2 separate regions of the Gossypium hirsutum genome follow, and region 2 is linked to region 1. Evidence: chromatin contacts called from public Hi-C data. All regions are on one chromosome and are shown on one strand. Each heading gives the region's core, a stretch centred on a gene start, on an enhancer-like site or on the middle of the called end of the contact. The rest is flanking DNA. Distances are from core to core; before and after follow the strand shown.

Region 1 (5,588 bases), core at 898-3,397:
GGCCCAATATGGACTTTGAAGCTAAATTCCAGAATTAATTGATTTGGTTTTTCCTCCATACATATTATGTTAGTGACTTCTTTTATTTTGATTTATATGTCTTGCTAATGAATTATCTTCCTCTGGTAAGGTGTTGACACTGCCAAGAGAAAAAGAAAAGAGTTTGATGTCAAGGCTGAGAGCATAGAGTAAAAAAAAATACAAATTATCTTCTTTTCTTCTTCTTACGTAAAAGACCTATTAGTAAACATTTTTGCATAAATTATTATTATTTTATTTATTTAACTTATTATTTTTCTTTTTTCCTAATATGTTGTTGTTTAATATATTATTACATGTCTTCATGTTTTTCGATTAAATTATGGTTAACAAAAAGGTCAAACTTTTTTTCAAGAAAAGGATTTCAAAAAGTAATAATGATCAATCAGTTCCTCAACCTTCTATTATTAATGAAGAAAAATCAAATATCAGATCTTCCCAAACTCCTAAACGAGATATCAAGTCTTCTCAATCTCAAGTTTTTGAACGCGAGACCGAATTTTCTCAATTTCTTGAATGAAATATCACATTAAAAAGAAGATCGTTCAGATTTATTAAAGTAAAATCCTGAATCCATTTGTGCACAAATCGGGCTATTAAAGACATTTCCTAGTCCAAAGATTAACAACACAAGAAATTACATTATGACACAACTTCCACATAGAAAGACGTATATTTTGCTAGGTACCTGTGTCATGGGCCGCAGTTCAAAACCCGTGACCATCACACCAAATGCATCCAATAGAGGTCTATTGTGTAGATGGGGATCATTTGGCTCGTAAGAATTGGCCCGATTTGATAACCTGTTGGAGAAGCCTGTCAAATTGAAGCTTGGTTGGCTCGATAATGAAGATATGGCAACTTAGGCTATTTTGGTAACTAATCTTAGAAGATTGATAGAATCATATCTTGTAAAGATTATATTAGATTTGATATGATATATCTTGTAAATCCCATGATTTAAGTGATAGGATGAATTTCGTCTGTCGATTATTGTAATCTTGACAGTCAGTTTTGGGGGAGCTCAACTATAAATAAAGAGCCTCCCCTCATTTGTACTCACTCCATTCATTGTTTCATTATTATTTGTGAATAAGAGAATATTGAGAGCATTTACTCAAACACCTTGTGCATTCTTTCTATTGTTCTTTTGTTGTTTCTTTTGGCATAAATCACTTTCGCTATACAAATTGGTGCCTTGGAAGACTTCTGAAGGAATCCTCACTTGAGTAAAGGCTGACTTAGGAGAGTTTGGACGAATGAATCACCTAAGACTGCACGGATCGTGAGACTAAAGATCTAGCCCCGTGACACCTGTAGGTTCCTGATAAACTTCCACGTGCTAACATCAATAACAAGATGGTTTAGTTGTAGAACTATTACAAAATTTATTAAGCTCCTTATAGCCTGATTTGACAAAATAAACCCCAGAGGTATTACGAGGCCACTCCAATCTATCCCGCTCATCCGTATTGTAAACAAGAATCTCATGCTCCCTTAGCCACCTTGCAATAGAAGTTAAATTCCAACTCTTATATTCCTAGCACAAGATTTCAACAACTATAATAGGTAAAGGTTCATTTACCTCATCAGGATGTTCCAATTTACCCCCACCTCCATACAAAAAAAGAGTATGGTGTATCACCGTGGGATAGTAGTTATGTTCCAATTTATGTTCTTATTAACCTAAATAAACATAAACCAATAAAATCATATGGAGAAAAAAAGCCAAATATATGTACTATCAAACGAGACACACAATATTACTATTAATCAAATAAAAAAATTTGAAAAGTTAAATTAAAAAAAAAAAAGAGATCATTTAGAAAGTTGAAGTCCCACACCGTTCCTCGAAAGTCTAAAAAAGGAAAAAGGAAATCATAGTGGAAGGCACAAAGCATGCCCCAATTTTGGGAACCCATAACCTACCAGTAAAGGCCACATATTCTAGGCCCAGAAGAATTTTACATTGACTAAAATACCCTTCCAAGAATGAGAAACAGATTTCAGTCCAGTGTGTTATTTATGGCACAAGTTAGGGGCATTTCTCAAACTTTCATTTTCCCGCCCAAACCTACCAAGACAGTCAATTAGAAAATAAATAAAAATAATTAATGTTTAATTTTAGTGCTCCACTCGTGTCGAAATAAATTTCACTCTCATTTACGCTCTGCTCTGCTCCACTCTACTCTGCTCGCTTTTCCTTTTCGACGTTTCCGACTTTCGATTCTCTCTGGTATCTCGCTGAGAGTGGAAGCTCTTTCACTGTATTTTGAGTTCTTTGTTATACATTTTGTGCTTTTACTTGTTGGAGTGGCGTTTCTTCGCTTTCGACGATTCAAAACCCTAGGCTGGTTTCTGTATTTGGTTGAAACTAAAGCTTTAGTCTCATATGTTTTAATCTCTTAGAATTTGATTATTTCCTTTTTTATATTCATTTTATTGATTTTTTTTTGTTTTTGGTGTAAGGACATTTAGGGTTTGGAAATGAGGGCTGAGAATGGAAAGGGAAATGGCGTTTCTGCTGAATCACCGACTTCGGTTCTCGAAGATGAGGTTTGTTTGGATATACTTTATCTCTTCTTTTTTGTTCTCGGTAGGGTTTTGGTTCCTTGTGGTTTGAAAGGTTTTAGTGTTTTTTCACTGCTTATGTTTAGTCGTTGAGAAAGTGAAGAAAAATGTAAGCTAAGAAAGTTGAAAGGAAGATAGAAAGTTTCAAATATGATCTTCTATTATGTATTAAAACACACTTTTAGGTCATTTGTAGGTTTTTGAGGATTGAAAAGTGTTACTTTTTGTTTTTATATAATATTTTTTTTATTCTTACAAAAATGTAGGAGAAGTGCAAAGAGGAAATCACTAAGTTGGAGGAGGAATCAGTTCTAGACGCCAAAAATGGAGATACTTCTCTTTTATCAGAGGCTATGGTCGAGGAAGAAGAGAAGCTAAGGGAAGCTCGGTTGAAAGAGGAGATAAAACAAGGGGAGCCTGAAGAGTCAGTGCACTTGAATGATACTCAGTTTACTAGATTGGATGAGCTTTTGACCCAAACCCAGATGTACTCAGAGTTTTTGCTTGAAAAGATGGAGGACATAACATTTGTATTCCGCTCTCACCTTTCTTTTGGGTACACTTTTACTATTTTAATTGGTCTGGTTTTTTCTGATCATCTGTTATAATATTGGTAGAGTGTACCTAAGCCTGAAGCTGCTCAGACAAAGAGAGGTCGAGGTTCAAAAAGAAGAGCTGCTAACCAGTACAACAATGTATTCTTTCTGCTTTATTTACCCTGTCAACATGGAATGCCTACATATCATATACGTACTATCACAAAATTAGTTGTGTTTATTCCTTCGTCTTCTTCTGTTATTGCTTGGCTTGCTACGTATGCAAAATATTCAGTTCTCCTGTTCCCTCTGTAACAATTTTGGTTTAACTCAATAGTTCTTGTATGCCAATAGTTCATTTGAGAACATTGTAAGTATGCAGGTTGTATGTTTCTGATTCACTGGTAACATTGAGATCCTTGTAATTTAAATTGAAACCTTGAGTGGTATTAAGCCACTATTATGTGATTTCCTTTCTTTTTTTTCCAGAGGAAGGTCAAGAGGGCAGTTGCAGCAATGCTTACAAGGTCTAAAGAGGGAGAGACTGAGAACGTTGAAGATGAAAACTTGGCTGAGGAGGAAAAAAATGAGAAGGAGCAGGGAGAACTTGTACCATTGTTGACTGGTGGAAAATTGAAGTCTTATCAGCTTAAAGGTGTAAAATGGTTGATCTCCTTATGGCAAAATGGGCTAAATGGGATCCTTGCAGATCAGATGGGTCTTGGAAAGACAATTCAAACGATTGCTTTTCTTGCACATTTGAAAGGAAATGGGATGGATGGGCCTTATTTGATTATTGCTCCTTTGTCGACTCTTTCTAATTGGATGAATGAGATTGCAAGGTAAAATCAGTTGTTATTTTTCATGTATACAAGCATAAAATCAAATTTCATCTTTTAATTATTCTTTCTCCTCTTATTGTTAAATAGGTTTACGCCCTCAATTAATGCCATTATTTATCATGGAACTCAGAAAGAAAGGGATGAGATTCGTAGGAAGCACATGCCTAAAGTAATTGGCCCCAGTTTTCCAATAGTTGTTACTTCTTATGAGATGGCAATGAGTGATGCAAAGAAATTTTTGAGGCATTATGAGTGGAAATATGTTGTGGTTGATGAGGTTAGTAGTATTTTATCCCAGATTGTCTATAGCCTGGCTAACCCTTCTGGCTTTACTTCTATATATGTGAAAACTTGAAACTTGTGGATGCGCAAATGATCCATTCAAACTGTTATCCTTTTTCTTATAGGGGCACAGATTGAAAAACTTCCAATGCAAATTAGTGAAAGAATTGAAACACTTACGTGCTGGCAATAAGCTCCTCTTAACTGGAACACCTCTGCAGAACAATTTGGCAGAGCTATGGTCATTGTTAAATTTCATTTTGCCTGATATTTTTCAATCTCATGAAGAATTTGAGTCATGGTATGTTGTTTAATCTTTTCTTAGTCAACTCTTGAGTTTAAAATATGGTATGAACTAACACATTAGCTTACTAGTTACATTGTCAAGGTTCCACTTCTAGTAATTGCCCTGTAACATTCATAATCATGGGCTATTCTTCCAGAATTACTCATTTAGCTTACTATATTGATTTCTAATGTTAAACTGAGTGCATATCTTGAAAACCATGGTCCTCTTCTCTAGTTCTTTTGGCCTCTTAGGTCCTTAAAATTTGCTGGCAGGGATGTTATGACGTTCTTTTTTAGGGTTTATATTCTTTGAATTATTGATCCATTTGGCTTTTTCTCTTGCTGGATGATATTTGCTGCGTTGTTCTACTGCTATTTCATTTATGGAATGGTTTAAATGTTTAGGTTTGATTTTTCGGGAAAAAGTAATGGTGAGGTGTCAAAGGAAGAAATGGAAGAGAAACGAAGGGCTCAAGTATGCACCTTTCTGACTGTTTTCCTTCCCCTACCTCTGAAACAACAATTATAAGTTAATTACAATTCTTGGCCCTTTTTTTTACTTGCAGGTGGTAGCTAAACTCCATGCTATATTGCGCCCCTTTCTCCTTCGAAGAATGAAATCTGATGTGGAACAGATGCTCCCTCGTAAAAAAGAGATCATATTATATGCTTCGCTGACTGAGTACCAAAGGAATTTCCAAGATCATTTGCTTAATAAAACTTTGGAATCACATCTACAAGATAGGGGTGACTCAGGTATATTAGATCAGCTTTGAGTTTTGATCTTAGAAGCACCACCACTAACATTTCAATTTGAGGAAAACAAAGAAAAGGCAGAGGAACTAAGAGATCGATATACAGAAATTTTACTACTGTGCTGATCGATAAACAGAAAATCTTAATTATAAGCATTCTGCATTATATTCTGTTGCAATTTGTATGATAGTTTACATTGCAATGCTGCAGGGCGTGGTATGAAAGGGAAGCTTAACAATTTGATGATTCAGCTTCGGAAGAATTGCAACCATCC
Region 2 (5,588 bases), core at 2,141-4,640, 150 kb before region 1:
TTCTTCTGGTTTATCTGATAATGCATTACAGTGCCAGATTGAGATGCAGTTTGGTTAATTCGTATATCCGTCTTGAAATCTGAGTAAAGTCAATAGGATTATATAAAAATTGATTTGGCTAGGTTATATGGTAGATTAAAATGAAATATTAATTGATTTAGTATAATTACTCATATATGATTGTGATATTCGATAGCACGTGAAAGACCATGTGAATTGGCTAAAAAAGAGCCCTGGGGCCAACTAAGTATTTACGAGCCAATAGACTCGAAAGTGGTTGAATCAATAAAATCGAATTGAATATATGAATTGATGAATATGTACATATATGAGTATATTCCATAAATGGTAATATGAAATGATCAAGTATGTTTGAAGTGTAATATATGGGAAATGGTTAGATAGGTGCTATAAAGTAAGATAGGAAATAACCAAATGAATTGATTACTAATTCTACATTACAATTTGGTATACGAATTAGTTGAGCAATAGATTTGAATTGATTATTTTAATTTGGGTAACATATATTTTATATTGATTTGAATTATAGAAATACCAATGAGTTCTATCGCTCAGTGTACGATTTATTTTTTTCTATACGCAAGTTATGTCCCAAATGAGACCTTGAGCATTGACTTCAACATCTAGTTAAGATCTCAGACTCGACAATATTTGTATAAATATTTTTTGTTGGTTATAAGACATGTACCTAGGTTGAGTCAAGTTTGGGATATAAAGTTCTATGTATCTGCACTTATGGTTTAAATGGTTAACATTAGAATTTGGTTAAATTTATATAGCTTGAAATGGAGTTAAAGGTAGTTTGAAATGGTATAAGATGTTACATACATTTAAATATGAACTTGGTGAAATAGGTAAGTGTGTTAATGATTAAATGGCTTGCATTAGGTAAATGGATTGCAGGTGATAAGGTATTGACCTAATATTCTATAAGGTTTTGAGATGCAAGAATTGATGCTATATAGTTGCATTTATTGGCTGGTTAATGTTTGAATGTGTTTAGAAACTTGGTTGGACAATTTCAGGATGAAGTTCAATTAGGAATTGCAGAAATAGTATGTGACGTCGCGACGTTAAACGTATTTCATCGCGATGAAAATGACCTATAATGTCACGATGCGACGAGAGACTTTGTCTTCTCGACAAGGCCAAAACAATATGTCACGACGCGACGAGGCCAAAACCTAATTTGATCGGTTTAGTATTAGAGCTTTCGTAAGTTCGTATAAGTCTTGAGAATAATTATTTATCATATCACTTGCTTATATTACTCGTATTTGTTTATCTAATGATGTGAATTGCATTTAAATTTGATTTTAGTTGCTCCGAAAATGAATATGACACCTTGTAACTTGGATCCGGCGATCGGCTCAGGTATGAGGTGTTACAGTATTTGTGTAGGTAAACTATTTTTCTCATCAATTTACAATTAATTTTTCAGGGAGGGAGGGCTTACCGAGAGAGTGATCTAGGTTGGCGTATAGGATGAGGTTGCAACTTTGTAAGTAAGTTGAACTTAAATCACATCTTGCACTTGTTGATTTATAGTTGATTACTTTTTGAGCAAGGGCCCGTAGGTATAAGAAGTTTTTGAAATATGTAACCAAACTTTTGTATCCATATCTTATTTTATAACTATTAGACAGTTTGTCAAGTTACAACTGAACGAAACCTAAAATCCGAATTTAATGAATTCACAATTGATATCAAAGTTAAACACTTGATGTATTAAGTGGATATCATGTCATTTATTTGTAATTGAGATGAAATGATCATTAATCTTAAGACCCACCATGCTGGACGGAACAAACTATGACTCTTGGAAGGTAAGAATGATCTCAATTTTGACTGGTTGGAAACCACTATCCAGTGATTTAATTAGTGTGAAGACTTCCAAATATGAAGTAACTTGGACCAATGATAAAGAAAAATTGACTAATGCGAACTCCAAAGGCCTCAATGCAAATTTCTATGGATTTGAATTGATCCTCAAGAATTTGGACGAATCTCTAAATGCTTAACTACTAGAAGAGCTTGGACTATTTTCAAAATTGCTCATGAAGGGACTAGTTTTATGAAGTAGTCTAAACTTCAGATGTTGACGGTAAAATTTAAGACTCTAAGAATACAGGATAATGAGACCTTATCTGAATTCTATGCAAAGCTTTGTGACATCTTAAAAAATTAATCTTTTGCCCTTAGTAAAGAATACTCAATTTTGAAGCTGGTGAGAAAGGTGAATGACTATTATTGATGGAACAAATGACATTGACAATATAAGAATTGATGAACTCACTTGTTTATTGTAAGCCTTAGAGATGAACCTTGATTAAATCCAATCTCATTAATTTTTTTGACATCCCAAGCATACCAAACTCGAAAATGGTCTCATCGAAATATATCTAAACCATAGCTTAACCTAAGTTCAAAGTTAGAAAACAAACATTTTATAAGAGATTCACTCTTAATTCTTCTATAAATATCCCTCGTTTATGATAAAAGGGACACAAGATCCATCATTAGTTACCTTGTACTAAAACATCACCCTAAAACTTCCACCTCGGTTTTTCTATAGATTGACAATTCTTAGGCCCTATTCTTCGACATCCTTTATTTGTCATAAATGTTATTATTTTTCATCTGTCCAAAATTATCACACTAATCTCATTTACGGATAATATTTGAACGACGTGGAAGCCACACAAGCCCAAAGCCCGAAATGGATAGTGACCGTAAATAGTAACAAAAGAGAAACGATAGCCAAAATCACCCCCCAACCAAAAGAAAAGAAAGAAAAAAAAACGACATAGTTTCGACAGGAAATTTAGCAAATCCTCTTGGGATATTTAAACTCTTTGACTCCACAGTAGAAATTGATGAATCATCCATTTGAATGGTTTGTCATAAGCCTGACCCACTTAAACCATCCCACCTGTCTTCCTCTTTCTTAGCACGTGTCCCCCGCGAAACCCTAACACCTTTCCCTTCTCTTTCTTCCCCATTTCCTTACCTCCTCATCGACTCACTCTTCCCATTACAGCTACCACGCACACCATCACACTGGATCACTTCTTTTTAACTCTACCAACTACCCAAGTTTGTTTCTCACCCTCCCAAACTGTTTCAAACGCCAATTATAGAAACAATAATTTCTTCTCTTATTTTTCACTTATGTTGTTCTTTTTAATCCTCAATTTTCAACCCTTTGATCAAGGAAATACTAGAAGGGGGAAAAAATTTATATAAATTCCCTTCCACTTCACTTTCCCCTTCAACGCCTTTAAACAGGTCTTCCTTTCTTTCTTTTTCTTCTTAATTTTGTTTTTGTTTGTAATTTCAGAGCATTTAGAAGCTATTTTTTTCCCTCTGTGTGTGTGTGTGTGTGTGTTTCTTCATTAAATTTGAGTTTTTTGTAGTTTCAAGATCTTTTATCTCATGCTTTAGTTTTTTATTATGTAGTTGGACTTTTGCTAATTTCTTTTTCTTCTCTGAACTTTAATGTCCAGTTTTTTTTTTCTTTCTCATTTTAGCTTTGCTTATGTTTTTTGACTGCTCACAATCCCTGCGGGTTAAGGCCTGAATATTAAGATTAGCTCGTATTCTTTGTGCTAATAATGAATTAATTAATGCGTTTTGTTTTGGAAATACGAGGGGTAAATGTTGACAAACTTTAAAACGGATACTGCCAATTTCTGCTGTTTCTTCTCACCTTCTAAATGTTTGGCTAATATATGAATTGTTGAAACTTGTACTGTTTCTGGAAGGTAATTATGGGAATTGAAGAATTGCTTTGTTTTATTATTATTATTATTATTATTTCAAGGTTGTCGGTTATGGAAGAGTTGTTTTGTGATACTCTACTTTGTTTCCGATATCACAAAATCAGTTACAAATATGGTTTTCTTTGTCTCCTTAACTTGTTAGGACAAGAATAGATGTTTTGTTTTCTTTAAGTTAGTTTTATGGAGGATCGAAAGAACCCATGTGGTTTTCCTTTGGAAAGGTTAGGTCTTGTGCTGAACCATACACTGGTGAGCTCGGTTTGGTTGTACTATCGTTCTTGTTTGAAATGGTTTAACTTTACCATGCCAATGCCGAACTCTATTTGTATTTATGTTCTATGCATCATGTTTTGGCTCATCAACGTAAAAACTTTGTCAAGGCTCGGTTTTGCTTTCTGATGCATGGTTTTCACATCGGGGTCGCAGGTGCTTTCTAAAAGCGGTCGAGGACATACGGATTTGATTCTTGATTTCTTGAAATTAAGACGTTTACATAAGTGTGATATGGGAACGGAAGAGGAGAGCACACCAGCCAAGCCTTCCAAACCTACTGCCTCAACTCAGGTTATTTACGTATCATTCTTGCCTTCTCATCGCTAACGTGTGGGTTACTTGTGCTGACATATTTACTTTGTACTTATAGGAAATGCCAACAACAGTGTCATATCCTGATTGGTCGACCCAAATGCAGGTTAGTGGACTAATGCCCTTGAATCATGGGGTTTTATATACTTTCTAATTGTTAATCTCATTTATGTAAGTAACCATTTGAGCTTACAACTCTGCTTGTTGTTTAGGCTTATTATGGTGCTGCAGCTACTCCTCCATTATTTGCCTCAACCGTTGCTTCACCAACCCCGCATCCATACATATGGGGAGGCCAGGTGATATGAAAACATGATTTCGCAATATTTTGGTTCTTTATTTGATGAGAGATATGTTCTTACTTTTTTCGTTTTTGTTGATAATCTTTCAGCATCCTCTAATGCCTCCATATGGTACCCCGGTTCCGTACCCAGCTGTATATCCTCCAAGGGGAGTGTATGCGCATCCTAATATGGCACCGGTAATTAGTTTTTTCTTTCCTTATTTGCTTCCTTTTGCTGTTTGTATTTCTTTTAGACTCTCAGTTACTACGTAAAGTAAATGCCTTTTTCTCTTTCCAAATTGTCTATAGATGCCAAGTTCTGCACGGAATAATGGTGCTGATGGAAAGGATCGGGGTGTGACCAAAAAGCCCAAGGGATCTTCGGGAAGCAAAGTTGGAGAGAGTGCAAAGGCCACTTCAGGCTCGGGAAACGATGGCGGCTCTCAAAGGTGCATGATCCTTTTGATGTTTCAGTATTTTTTTTCCTTGACACAATGTTCACATTCATTCTTGACATTGGGTTTTAGCTGAAAAAAGTTATTCAACTTTTGTAACAGTGGTGAAAGTGGCAGCGAGGGTACATCAGACAGAAGTGATGAGAGTAATCAACAAGTATGTGCATAATTGTTCCTTATTTAATTATCATCAACGGCACTGACTGCTTTGGGTTTTCAGATTCCTTCATCAACATGCTTTACTTGCTATCACGTTTATGCTCAAAATTGTCCTTTCTAATGAATATGTACTCCTTTTTCTTTAGGAAGTCAATGCTGGCAAAAAGGGAAGCTTTGAGCAGATGCTTGCAGATGGTACTTTAAGTTTCCATATCTAATTTCTTGCTTTTGTTTTAGGATAAATAGCAAAACGAGCTTCAGATTATTTTGAAAGTAAACAAACTTACTCCCTGGAAATGTTAT

What was found. A called contact is a pair of places that touch in the nucleus more often than the background predicts.
Region 2: a contact with region 1 is called in a Hi-C map of leaf, with 1.9 times the contacts expected there. The contact joins the promoter of LOC107926657 here to the promoter of LOC121211346 in region 1. A contact is called at or near these places in 3 of 34 Hi-C or Micro-C datasets (hypocotyl, leaf and seedling).

What each region holds. Positions count from the first base shown.
Region 1 is chrA12:15,881,421-15,887,008 of Gossypium_hirsutum_v2.1, reverse strand. LOC121211346 (ATP-dependent DNA helicase DDM1) reads left to right here and starts at 2,147. Exons shown (of 16, transcript XM_041084081.1): 1 at 2,147-2,275; 2 at 2,509-2,595; 3 at 2,877-3,140; 4 at 3,228-3,305; 5 at 3,636-3,988; 6 at 4,076-4,265; 7 at 4,396-4,571; 8 at 4,964-5,033; 9 at 5,125-5,314; 10 at 5,525-5,588. The coding sequence starts at 2,527.
Region 2 is chrA12:16,037,464-16,043,051 of Gossypium_hirsutum_v2.1, reverse strand. It overlaps LOC107926657 (G-box-binding factor 1), which reads left to right and starts at 3,390. Exons shown (of 12, transcript XM_041083899.1): 1 at 3,390-4,052; 2 at 4,230-4,367; 3 at 4,447-4,494; 4 at 4,601-4,687; 5 at 4,780-4,869; 6 at 4,981-5,120; 7 at 5,229-5,283; 8 at 5,432-5,480. The coding sequence starts at 3,984.